Regions from separate parts of the Columba livia genome. Here region 1 is linked to region 2. A link is a contact called in public Hi-C data. All regions are on one chromosome and are shown on one strand. Each heading gives the region's core, a stretch centred on a gene start, on an enhancer-like site or on the middle of the called end of the contact. The rest is flanking DNA. Distances are from core to core; before and after follow the strand shown.

What was found. Hi-C and Micro-C count contacts between places; a contact is called where the count stands out from the background.
Region 1: a contact with region 2 is called in a Hi-C map of liver, with 2.3 times the contacts expected there. The contact joins two enhancer-like sites. A contact is called at or near these places in 2 of 2 Hi-C or Micro-C datasets (crop and liver).

The regions. Positions count from the first base shown.
Region 1 is chr13:15,766,600-15,771,748 of bColLiv1.pat.W.v2, forward strand. CEBPA (CCAAT enhancer binding protein alpha) reads right to left here. Exons shown (of 5, transcript XM_065028420.1): 5 at 455-5,149. The coding sequence starts at 3,049. The coding sequence ends at 2,072. Among named protein-coding and RNA genes, the nearest start is that of CEBPA, 16 kb to the right of the region's middle. Within about 2 kb of position 2,497, at least 1 of the 3 cell types and tissues checked has an H3K27ac peak away from gene starts, as active enhancers do.
Region 2 is chr13:15,601,442-15,606,508 of bColLiv1.pat.W.v2, forward strand. No RefSeq gene overlaps it. Among named protein-coding and RNA genes, the nearest start is that of SLC7A10, 27 kb to the left of the region's middle. Within about 2 kb of position 1,485, at least 1 of the 3 cell types and tissues checked has an H3K27ac peak away from gene starts, as active enhancers do.

The sequences.
Region 1 (5,149 bases), core at 1,247-3,746, 170 kb after region 2:
CCGCAGAGGCTCCACGGCGTGCCCGAGGCGGGCGCCCCGGCCGGACCGGGCCCGTGTCTGGGGCAGCCGGCGGGTGAGCTGCGTGTCCTCGTCCCCCTGACGCCTTCCTCGTCGCTCCCGGCTGCCTTAAGCCCGCTCAGGGAGAGGCAGCGGGCCCGTCGCGGGCTGGACGACCCGCGGCCCAGCCACGGCGCAGGTGGGAGGGGGAAGCCAAGGCTGACTCACAGGCACACACCTGACACCAGTACTTAGGAAATTGCCCTTCTCTTAAAGGCAACCATGTATTTATTTCCCTGGGGCGAATGCGAGGGAGTTGTGCTCCACGGAGGCGCTTTGGTCACCGATCCTGGCTGGGGAAGCAGGTGCCAGCGCAGAGCAGGATGTGCGGTCTGAGGAAGAGGTTTCGCTCTGCTGCTACAGAAAAAGAACTGGGAACACACAGAGAGGCAGATGGTTATGGTAGAATATATGCTGTTTATTTATGAACATAACCAGGACTTTTGACAACCTTTATATGCAGTTCCCCCCCCAAATTAAAAAAAAAAAACCCAACACACAACAACACACCACCAATGTGTGTGCATATACATACATGTATACATACCCATACACACCACATACACACGTGGCACATACATACACACACGCCCAGCACTGCATTCCTGCTGTCACACTTTCAAAGGCTTCATCTCTCCACCTTGTTCTCCTCTCCCATCATGACTATTTCAACTGGACAAATTCTTGTGCGGCTATGACATGAGGAAGAAATGCTTTGCATGGCTACCAGCGCTCTCTGGATGGGGGGCTGTTTGTTTGCTTATTTTTCATTCACACTGGGAGAAGCTCCAGAGTCCAAAGGTGCTGAAGCACTGGAGAAGAGCCTCCTCATCCCCCAACAGATGTCCTGCAGCCCTGAGGCCCACATTCCATCATAGGCCCCCCTGCCTTGGGGTCAGGAGGCAGCGGCCAGCCCAGAACAATGTGAAGAAGGCAACACAGACTCACACTCACCCACCCATACAAATAATAAAATAACATTGCAGCACAAGGGCATAGTCTCTGTCACCAGATAAGAAAGTCATGTGATGGCAAAGAGTTAGTTACTTAAAGTAATGCAATAAAAATAAAGTGTAGCTAGTATACACGGAAAGGCTTTCACATTACATGAGGCACAGCTTGGACAGACAGAGACTTTGAAAGGAGCTAAATGTCCTGGAATAAAGCAAAATACACTGAAAGTTCATAGTAAATACCCGCATCGATAGGTATTTATTCATTTGTGCTTCGTCACGTCGTGACATACAGTACAAGACACTGCTGCTCTTCCTTTCGGTGGAGGAAGCTCACCACGCTCCCTCACAAGCTGCTGCTCTGTCAGTCCCAGGCTGTCCATCAGTCCTGCAGCAGCGGCGGCCCCTGCCCTGCACCCTAACAAGACAGGGCTCCTGGCAGCAGTCCGGCAGCTGCCCCACACCTCAGTGCTCCAAATGGGTGCCCGGCACTGCGCGCCTCTCAGCCTCAGCCCGCTTCTCCCTGGCCTCCCCACAGCTGCCTGTGCCTGCTGCACCGCAGGTCTGCTGAGGGGGCCTGGCCAGTACTCCTGAATGCTCCGTCCCTCAAGCCTGCACATCTCTCACCCTTTTTCCTCACAACCAGCCAGGCTGAGGAGAACAGAAAGCCCCAGAGCTCTTGCAGCCAGCTTTTAAGGCACATCTGGATTGCTATCTGTGCTTTATTACTATTATTATTATTGTTATTTACCCTGTGTAGACACGTGGGCTTTCAAATTTCTTCCTTCCCCCCACCTTTCTCCTTATAAAACCCACCATGTTTTCAGCTTATTTGTGTGTCATCCTTAAGGCACAAATCTTTTAATACTACAGCTGCCTGGCTTCTCGTATTGGTCGTTGTTAAAAACAAACAAAACAAAACAAAAGCAAAACAAAAGTCCAACTCCCTCCCTCCCCCGAAACAATCTGAGATCGCTGCTCTCCGGTATGTATAGTATCTGGAAGTGAGCGAGGGCAAGCGCAGCCGCGGGCGCGGCGGCCCCGCCAGTCCCGGCGCGGCGCTAAGCGCAGCTGCCCATGGCCTTCACCAGCGAGCTCTCGGGCAGCTGCCTGAAGATGCCCCGCAGAGTTTCCAGCTCCCGGGTGAGCTGCTCCACCCGCTTGCGCAGCCGCTCGTTGTCGGTGGTGAGCTCCAGCACCTTCTGCTGCGTCTCCACGTTGCGCTGCTTGGCCTTGTCGCGGCTCTTGCGCACCGCGATGTTGTTGCGCTCCCGGCGCACACGGTACTCGTTGCTGTTCTTGTCCACTGTCTTTTTCGATTTGCTCCGGTGGTCCGCGGACATCATTTTGAGGGCGCCGGCGGCGGGCAGGCCGCCGGGAGGGTGCGGATGGTGCGGGTGGTGCGGGCTGGGCACGGGCGTGGGGGGCGGCGTGGGGTGCCCGGGCTGAAGGTGCATGGTGGTCTGGGCGCAGTGGGCGATCTGGTACTGCAGGTGGGACGGGTGCTGCTGCAGAGCATGGTGGGGGTAGAGGGCCGACAGGGCCGCCGACTTGACCTCCTCCTCCTCGCGGGGCTCCTGCTTAATCACCAGCGGCCGCAAGCCGGGCGCGGCGATGCGCTCGTACAGGGGGTCGAGCTTGCCGTCCATGTAGCCGGCCGCGCAGCCGAAGAGCGGCTGCTGGTGGTGCTGCTGCTGGTGCCCCGGCGCCGAAGCGGCGGCGCCGGCCCCATGCATGCTGTGGAAGTCGAAATCCCCGGCCAGGATGGCCTTGGCTTTCTCTTGCTGCTTGCTGTGCTGGAAGAGGTCGGCCAGGAACTCGTCGTTGAAGGCGGCGGGGTCGATGTAGGCGCTGATGTCGATGGAGTTCTCGTTCTCGCAGATGTCGCCGAGCTCCGCGCCGCCAGTAGCAGGTGCCGCCGCCGAGGGAGCCTCTCTGTAGCTGTAGGCGCTGCCGGGCAGGGGAGTCTGGAGCTGGTGGTGCTGGCCGCTGCTCATCGGGGGCCGGGAATCGACCTCGTAGAAGTTGGCTTGCTCCATGAAGCACCTACAGTGTGCCGGGCATGGTGAAGGGCTCCTGCAATCCAGGTTTCGGACGGGGCAGCGGCGGCGACTCTATCAAGCCCGCGGAACCCCGGCCCGCGGCAGCGAACGGCACCGCGGCACGGTGCGGCACGGAACGGCTCGCCCCAGTCCGCCCGAGCTCCGCTCGCTGCCTGCCTGCCCTGTTGCTAGTGGGCTGCCTCGGTCCTGCGTGCCGTATATATACACACCCCCGCAGAAGGGCCTGGGATCGCCCTCTAGTGTCCTGCTGGGAACCTTTGACCACCGCGCAGCCGGGTCTTAGCGCCCTGGCAGGGCAGAACCGCCCGCCCTCCCGTGGGAGCCGCCGTGGGGAGAGTGGCCCGCACGCCCCGGCTCCCCGCCGACGCCCCGAACTCAGCGGGCACAGGGCGCTGGGCTTCGGCCGCCGAGGACGCTCCGCGCTGGTAAGAGGCCCGAGGAAACAGAGCGGGGACTTCGTGCCCTCCCTTCCCGGGGCCGCTCAGCGTGGCAGGGCGGCCAAAGGCAGCTGGTACATTTCCACCGCCTGCTCTCATCCCTGCGCCGAGCGCTCCGACTCAGCGACTCGCCGGCCGCGCTGCAGAGAAAGTCTCAAAGTTCAACATCACCCGCGCGTTCTTGCACTTATTTGGCCAGTCGGGAATATTTGCCCTGCCGTGTTTGCCTGCGGGACCCAAGGCGCTGCTTCACCCGCGGAGCCCGGCCCCGAGCGGCGCTAGGACCCGTCCGCGGACGGCGCCCGGCGGGCAGGGGCGGAGACCTCGGGGGGCAGCGGCAGATCCCCGGCTCCGCTCTGCTCGGTAGTGATCGGCCGGGGACCGCCCTGCCCTCTTCTGCGCTTATTGTCGGTCTGTCAAGCCCGGCGGAGCTGCCCTCCTGGGACGGGACAGCCCGACCCCGGCCGTCTGCCCGAGCCCCGCGGCGGCAGCCCGGTGCGGGGCACTCCCGGCGCCGGCGGCTTTCGCCGTACGCAGGAAGGGTGGGATAAGCGCGCGGGTCTCCCCCTTCACTCCCGCACGAATCAAACAGGTAAATTTAATTATAGATTTCCCCAAATGAACACACAGCAATGTTGACCAGTGTCGGACGCGGGCCGACTCCGGACGTTTACCCGAGATAACCCGGCAGCACCCAGGTAACCCGGGCGGGTGCCCGGCCCCGCGGCGCAGCCTCCCCGCAGACCCTGCTTCCCTTCCCAGCCTCCGTTTTCCGTCGGCTTCGGAGAAAGCAATCGATGTTCCCGCACGGCGGGACCGGAGAGAGGAGCCGCCTGTCTCAGCCGCCGCGGCTCCTCTCCCGGGGCAGCAGGGTATGTTCCTGCAGCAGCTCCTGTGCGAAGCCACGGCCTTCCTAGGAGCTCCCTTCAGCTCGGGGCGGTGAGGATGCACATAATTTCCTCCTCCTGCGATCCCTCGCAGTCTGCAGAGCAGATGTATCTGTCCTCCCCTCCACACCTCCCAAGGTGCATTTTAGGAAGCCCCAACCAGTATTTAGCTCTGCTGGTCCAGAAGGCCCCTTTGAAACTGGCATAGAGAGAGGATGAGTCGAGGCCATTGGAGCAGGTGCTGGCCTGAAAATTGCTACAAGAAAATCTGCAGAGAGAATGATCCGAACAGTGATGGCTGGAGAAAAAAATATCGCTATAATTTTTAGCCCTGGATGTTCTAGTAAACTAAAAACTTGTGACAGTAAATTCCTTGCTCAGAAAGGATTTTACAGATTCCTTGCAATTAAAAATAATTGAAGGTCTTAGGGAACAGTACAGTGTACCAGGAACCCATGTTTTTGTGTCACACAGTGCACATGTGAACCTCTGTTTCATGAGCAAAAGCAAGGACAGCAGAGAGTTGGCTTTCGCACTCTAGTATCCTCTTGGGAGAATGGATTCTGCAATTACAACAGGGAGACTAATTTACAGGCTACAGAACATAGTTTTTACCTTTCACTATCAGCAGAAAAAAATATCAATCCTCAATTATTTTCTATACAATGTTTTCTAAAATTATACATGTTGGCTTCAACGTAGCAGTGGTGCCTCAAAGGGGTGTTTCCGTGCTCCACAGGGCGGTGTAGCAC
Region 2 (5,067 bases), core at 235-2,734:
ATGAAATTTAAATTTTCTTTATGAATTAGTAATAGTTTTCTCCCCATTTCCCAAATGTCCATGTCTATGTACCAAATTCTCAATGAAATCAATTACGTTTTGAATGATATTGTTGAAACAAAGATATCAGCATTCAGAATTGTTGGTTCTTGTAGATTATGTCTTTTCCTTGATGACCTGCAAATAATTGCCGTGATTATTATGTTTGCTGGTAATTTTAAAATAATAGATCTGAGACACATTTTCAACAAGTTTCAGTGGTTGAAAAAGGCTACATTGTAATTATTTAATAAGCTAAGAAAAAAAAAAACCTGAAAAAAAAAAATCTGTTATTTTGCAGATGTTACATCTCTTGTAATGTGAAATGTTATTTTAACGCTTTAGAAAGTGTTTATCTTTGGTCTAAGCAATTATCTGATTGGCACCTTCTTTCTTTTTAATCCCTCACTATCTTTTCTCTTGTCTGGCTTCTTCAGTTTCCCTCCTCCTTTCCTAAGAACCGAATAATAATTAAAGAGAAAAAGTCTCATTAAAATACAGTTAGTTAAATATGTATGTTTTAACAATTATTTCTAATGGAAAACACTACCTGTGATGGCCGCTGCTATTATATGTATTTTGAAATAATTCTGGATTTGAAAAATGCGTCTTGTGTGGACAGACAAAACCTTTCCCTTCCAGAGGTAATTTCTGTCCTGGTGGTGCTTGATTCAACATGCTTAGACTATGTATGAGATGGAAAACTGGGGAAAGGAGAAGCATATGTAGAGCCTGAAGAAAATAGTCAGTTATTAAAACAATTTAGCTCGCCATTAAATCTCACAATTTTTGAATACAAATAGGTTGCTCTCCCCTTTGCTTCATCTGTCGTTTTATTATAGCAGAAAACCTGATGCTGAACAAAATAGGCAGAGTAGCCTGGTAGTTAAAACAGAACAAGAAACCAGGATCTGGATTTTTGGTCTGACTCCACCAATGACAAACTGTATCATCCTGCGCAACTTACCAAACCTCTGAGTCTCGCTTACCGCTCTGTAAATGTCAAATAACTACATAGGATGCTGAAAGGTTTAATTAGAATTAATTTTAGTCTTTCAAGTACTTTGTGTTTCTCAGATGAAACGTGCTGTGCAAGTGTGAAGGATAATTATTATGTTGCGTCTGTGTTTTTCTGATACATTATTACTATTATTTTATTAACTGTGTTTTGAAAAAAAAGCCACGGTACTTACTGGTTTTCAGTTTTGTTTGTATGGTTTAAAGTTAGTCCCTATGAGCACAGTAAGTAATTAAACTAATATTGGCATTGAGTTGTGGGTTTTTTCATTTGAAAATGTTAATGGCTATTAGTAGATTGTCACAAAATGTCTGGCTGTTTCGATACTTCGAGCACCTTGAATCATGCATTTAACTGTAAGATGGGTCATATTGCTCCTAAATGTAGTCAAATAACCAAGCAGTAAAAGCCTGCAATGTCTCTGATAGCTTCCTTGTAGCTGGTCAGGCTTGATCCAGACGGCATTAGGGAGCAATCCTTCAGAAAATTGTCCCAGCAATCAGTGCTGGTGCCAGTCCTGTCAGGGGCTGAGCACCCCTTATGCAACAGGCCACTGCCTGCTTCTCCTTTTCTTTTTTCAACTGAAACACTGAAGTCAAGGGAAGGCTGAGATACCAGGGGATGACACGTAGCACATGGAAGCACGCAGTCTTGTTGGATAGGAGATAATTGTGTTGTTTCCAGATGGAATCGCTGCTACACGAGAAATAAAAATAACTGATTGTAGCAGAAACTCTGTGTCCCAAGGACATAATAATTCAGAAAGTGTTGAGTTATAAACTGTGCTTGTACTTTAACATGGATTTGAGCATGTGATTGGGCTTTTCTTGTAGCTGAGTGTTCATGAGCCTTAAATAGAAAGGCAGTATTAACAAATAAGATCAGATCATTTTGGGATAATGAACTTCTTTCAATAAGGTTATTGTTTTATAGGAAGGTCACAGTCTTTTTGTCCTCACTTGCCATGCACTATAAAGTGTGACCGTACAATTATTTTAACACACAGGACTTCTGTGCTATTTGTAATGAGAAAACATGTCCGGAGAGACAGTCTTTTCCAGTCAAGGCCATAGATGTGATGAAGACAACTTATCTTGCTGCTAGACGTACTGTCTGGAAAACTGCTTGCACTGCTTTGTTGCCCTCCTATTCTAAAGTAGGTTAGAGCATAAAATAAGATGAAGGGGTTTGTGCTATTCTTACACTTTATAGGTACAGCATGCAGATGATTGCAGGTGTACCACAACACTACCTGAGCAAAACACAGACACAGCTTATCCACCAAAGCTGCATTTTTGTCCTGCTCTAGTAAAACCGCTCTTGAGTGAAGTCCTTAACAGTGGCAGTCTTACTGGTGTAGTCGTCCCCACTGTCACTGTCCTAAGTATTAAGTATGTTTGGTGATCCTCACAGATATAGGATAGGGTTGGCCAGTGTGAGCTTTGTCAGCTTTAGACAATAGACTTCTTTGCTAGCGTAGACCAGATATTAAAGGCAAGATTCCACACTTACACAAAAAGTGTTTCTTAAATATGCTAATCTAGCCCTGATTAAGATCTGTTAACATGGGAACTCCAGGCTGATAGTAAAGTGCCATGTGCTAGTTGGCTGTTCTTTTGCAAGCTGGATTACCTAGCAACTTCTGTATTTGTAGGACAGGATGCCAAACAAAAGGGTGCACACATTTAGTCAGGCTTGTTAGCTAAAAAAAAAAAAAAATGTTATTTGGCATGCTTGGCTATTGTGAGGAGTGGTGTGGTGCTGGAAGGTGGGGAATAGGGACAGATTCATTTGGTGACCCCAGCAGTTCCTTGTTTCTCCCTTGCTATCTGTGTCAGCCTGTGATGCCTGTGTTAACACGTAGGATTTGAGATCTGAAGTCATGTCACAAACTAAACGTTGATTGTGCTGTAATGTCTGCTGACCACTGGGTTGCCTGGGGTCTGGTGGTTCTGGCACCACACTGGGCAGACAGCAGTTTGATGTCCAGCACATCCGTGTTGCCCTTTGAGAAATAACTGGTCATGGATACGAATCTAGCTGAGCCGTTAACAAACAGGCTACCAGGTCTATGAAGACTGACAGACTGAAAGGGAATGCAGATGGGTACTATACATTTGCAAGTGTTTATTATTTAAAGTCTGTGACTGGGAAATATATAGAATGAAAGGGTCAGAGAAAGACAGTGTGCCTTGCTGACTTTGCCTTTTAGATTTTAGGATCAAAAAGAAAGAAGGAGGAATATGTCACATTGCAGGTAATTAAGGATTCATCAGGAAATAAGGAACACTTGGTCCCTCTCATAGCTTTGAGGACAAAAGGTGAAGGGTATCTGGTGTAATATCTTCCATATGTGGCATGCTAATTGGAGGATAGAAATGAGGTATTTGGAAAGCTGAATCTAAGCTCTTATAAATGGAAATTGCTTTTGCTTAATGAGTTTGCTAGTAGGCTGAGTGCTTTACTTTTGGAAAATAAGAAAAGATTTTTTTTTTTTTATTACATGTTTGTAAATTAGGGCTAGCCTACTTTTTGAATTAGCCCTAAAATTTAATAACCTATAAGTGAAGAATTATGTTTTTTTTCTCTCCCTATAAATATTTGGGATTTGAATTATGATTCCTAAGCATTGCAGTATCTTCTCATTACCAATGCCAAAGAGTTGCTGTAAATGTAGTCTGGGCTGCTGGCATCTTAGTCTAAGTCTTTCCAGGGTTCTGAAAGCCTCACATTGGGAATGGCATACAGAAATAATTTGTTTCTCAGACCATAGATAATTGTGGGGCTTATTCTGATTAGATATAGCTTTGTTTTTGAGGATGAAAAGGCAACACCACCACTTGGTTTTGATAGACATCCCCTGGCCCAGACAAAATGAGTCACTGTGTGCAGGTGAACTGAGCCAGAACAAACACCTTCTGGGCAGTTGTGTCCTGTAAATCTACAAGTTCACCTGGGATGGAGAGGACACAATTTCTTTATGAAGGGCTGTAATGTGAGAAGTGTTGAGAGATGGAGCTTCACATTATTCCCGCTAGATGGCAATTAAAACACGTCGTATAAATCTGGCTGGTAAAGCTTGCCACAGCTTTCAACTCTTGTATCTTACTTCAAAGTGTTAAAGGCTGAACTTTTGTGTAAGGCTTTGGGATATCTGTATTTTCCTTGGAGCACAGCACGCAATAATTTCCATATGACAAAGGAAATACTGTTAAAGCTGAACTGAAGTTTGGATTGCACATTTGGATTCATACATGTCTTGGCAGTTTTGAAAAGGATGTATTTGGTTTCTGTGTTGTAGAACCCCCACCTCCTTGGGGAGGGGGAGTAGTAGAGTCAGCAGCAAGTAGGAGAGGTCTTGGCAGGGTGGCCTCTTGGAAATTCACTGCCAGGAAGCCAGAAGAGCCCTAATTAGGCAGGCAAGTAGAGCCCGATCCAAAGCCTGCTGAAGTTAATGGGAGTATCATGGGTTTGTGCTTTTTTTTTTTCCTGTTTCCAGGTAAATCTACCAAATGAGTCTGTCCTCTTCAGCATTCTGCTTTATATGCATTACATCATCTACTGCAATTGCTGGCATACTAGGTATAAATGCATGTCTGTATTATTTCTAATGAAGGTACAGCATTCATGTGCTCTGTATGAATAACTTACAGGGATACATGTGAAGTAATTGAATTGTTTTTCTATTTTTTGTTTTTGCTAATTAGAGTTTGAAACAATATAATTTTCTTACATATGTGTTGGAGAGTATAATTTCATTCGAATGAAGGGGAGGGGCATCATTTATCCTGACTTTTGTCTCAATATGTTTCAGTTAAAGTTCTAATTAAATGCCGAGTGTCACATGCTGGCTGCTCTACCATACACCCAGAGACCTTAATAACAGCTGATCCTGGACTTACAAAATGTCATAGCTAGCAGAATTCAAGCAAAAGCTACTACAGAGTTAGTCCTTCTTCTCTGTTTAAAGTTGCTCCAGTACTGGCAATACTCATGTCAGAGATAACTAA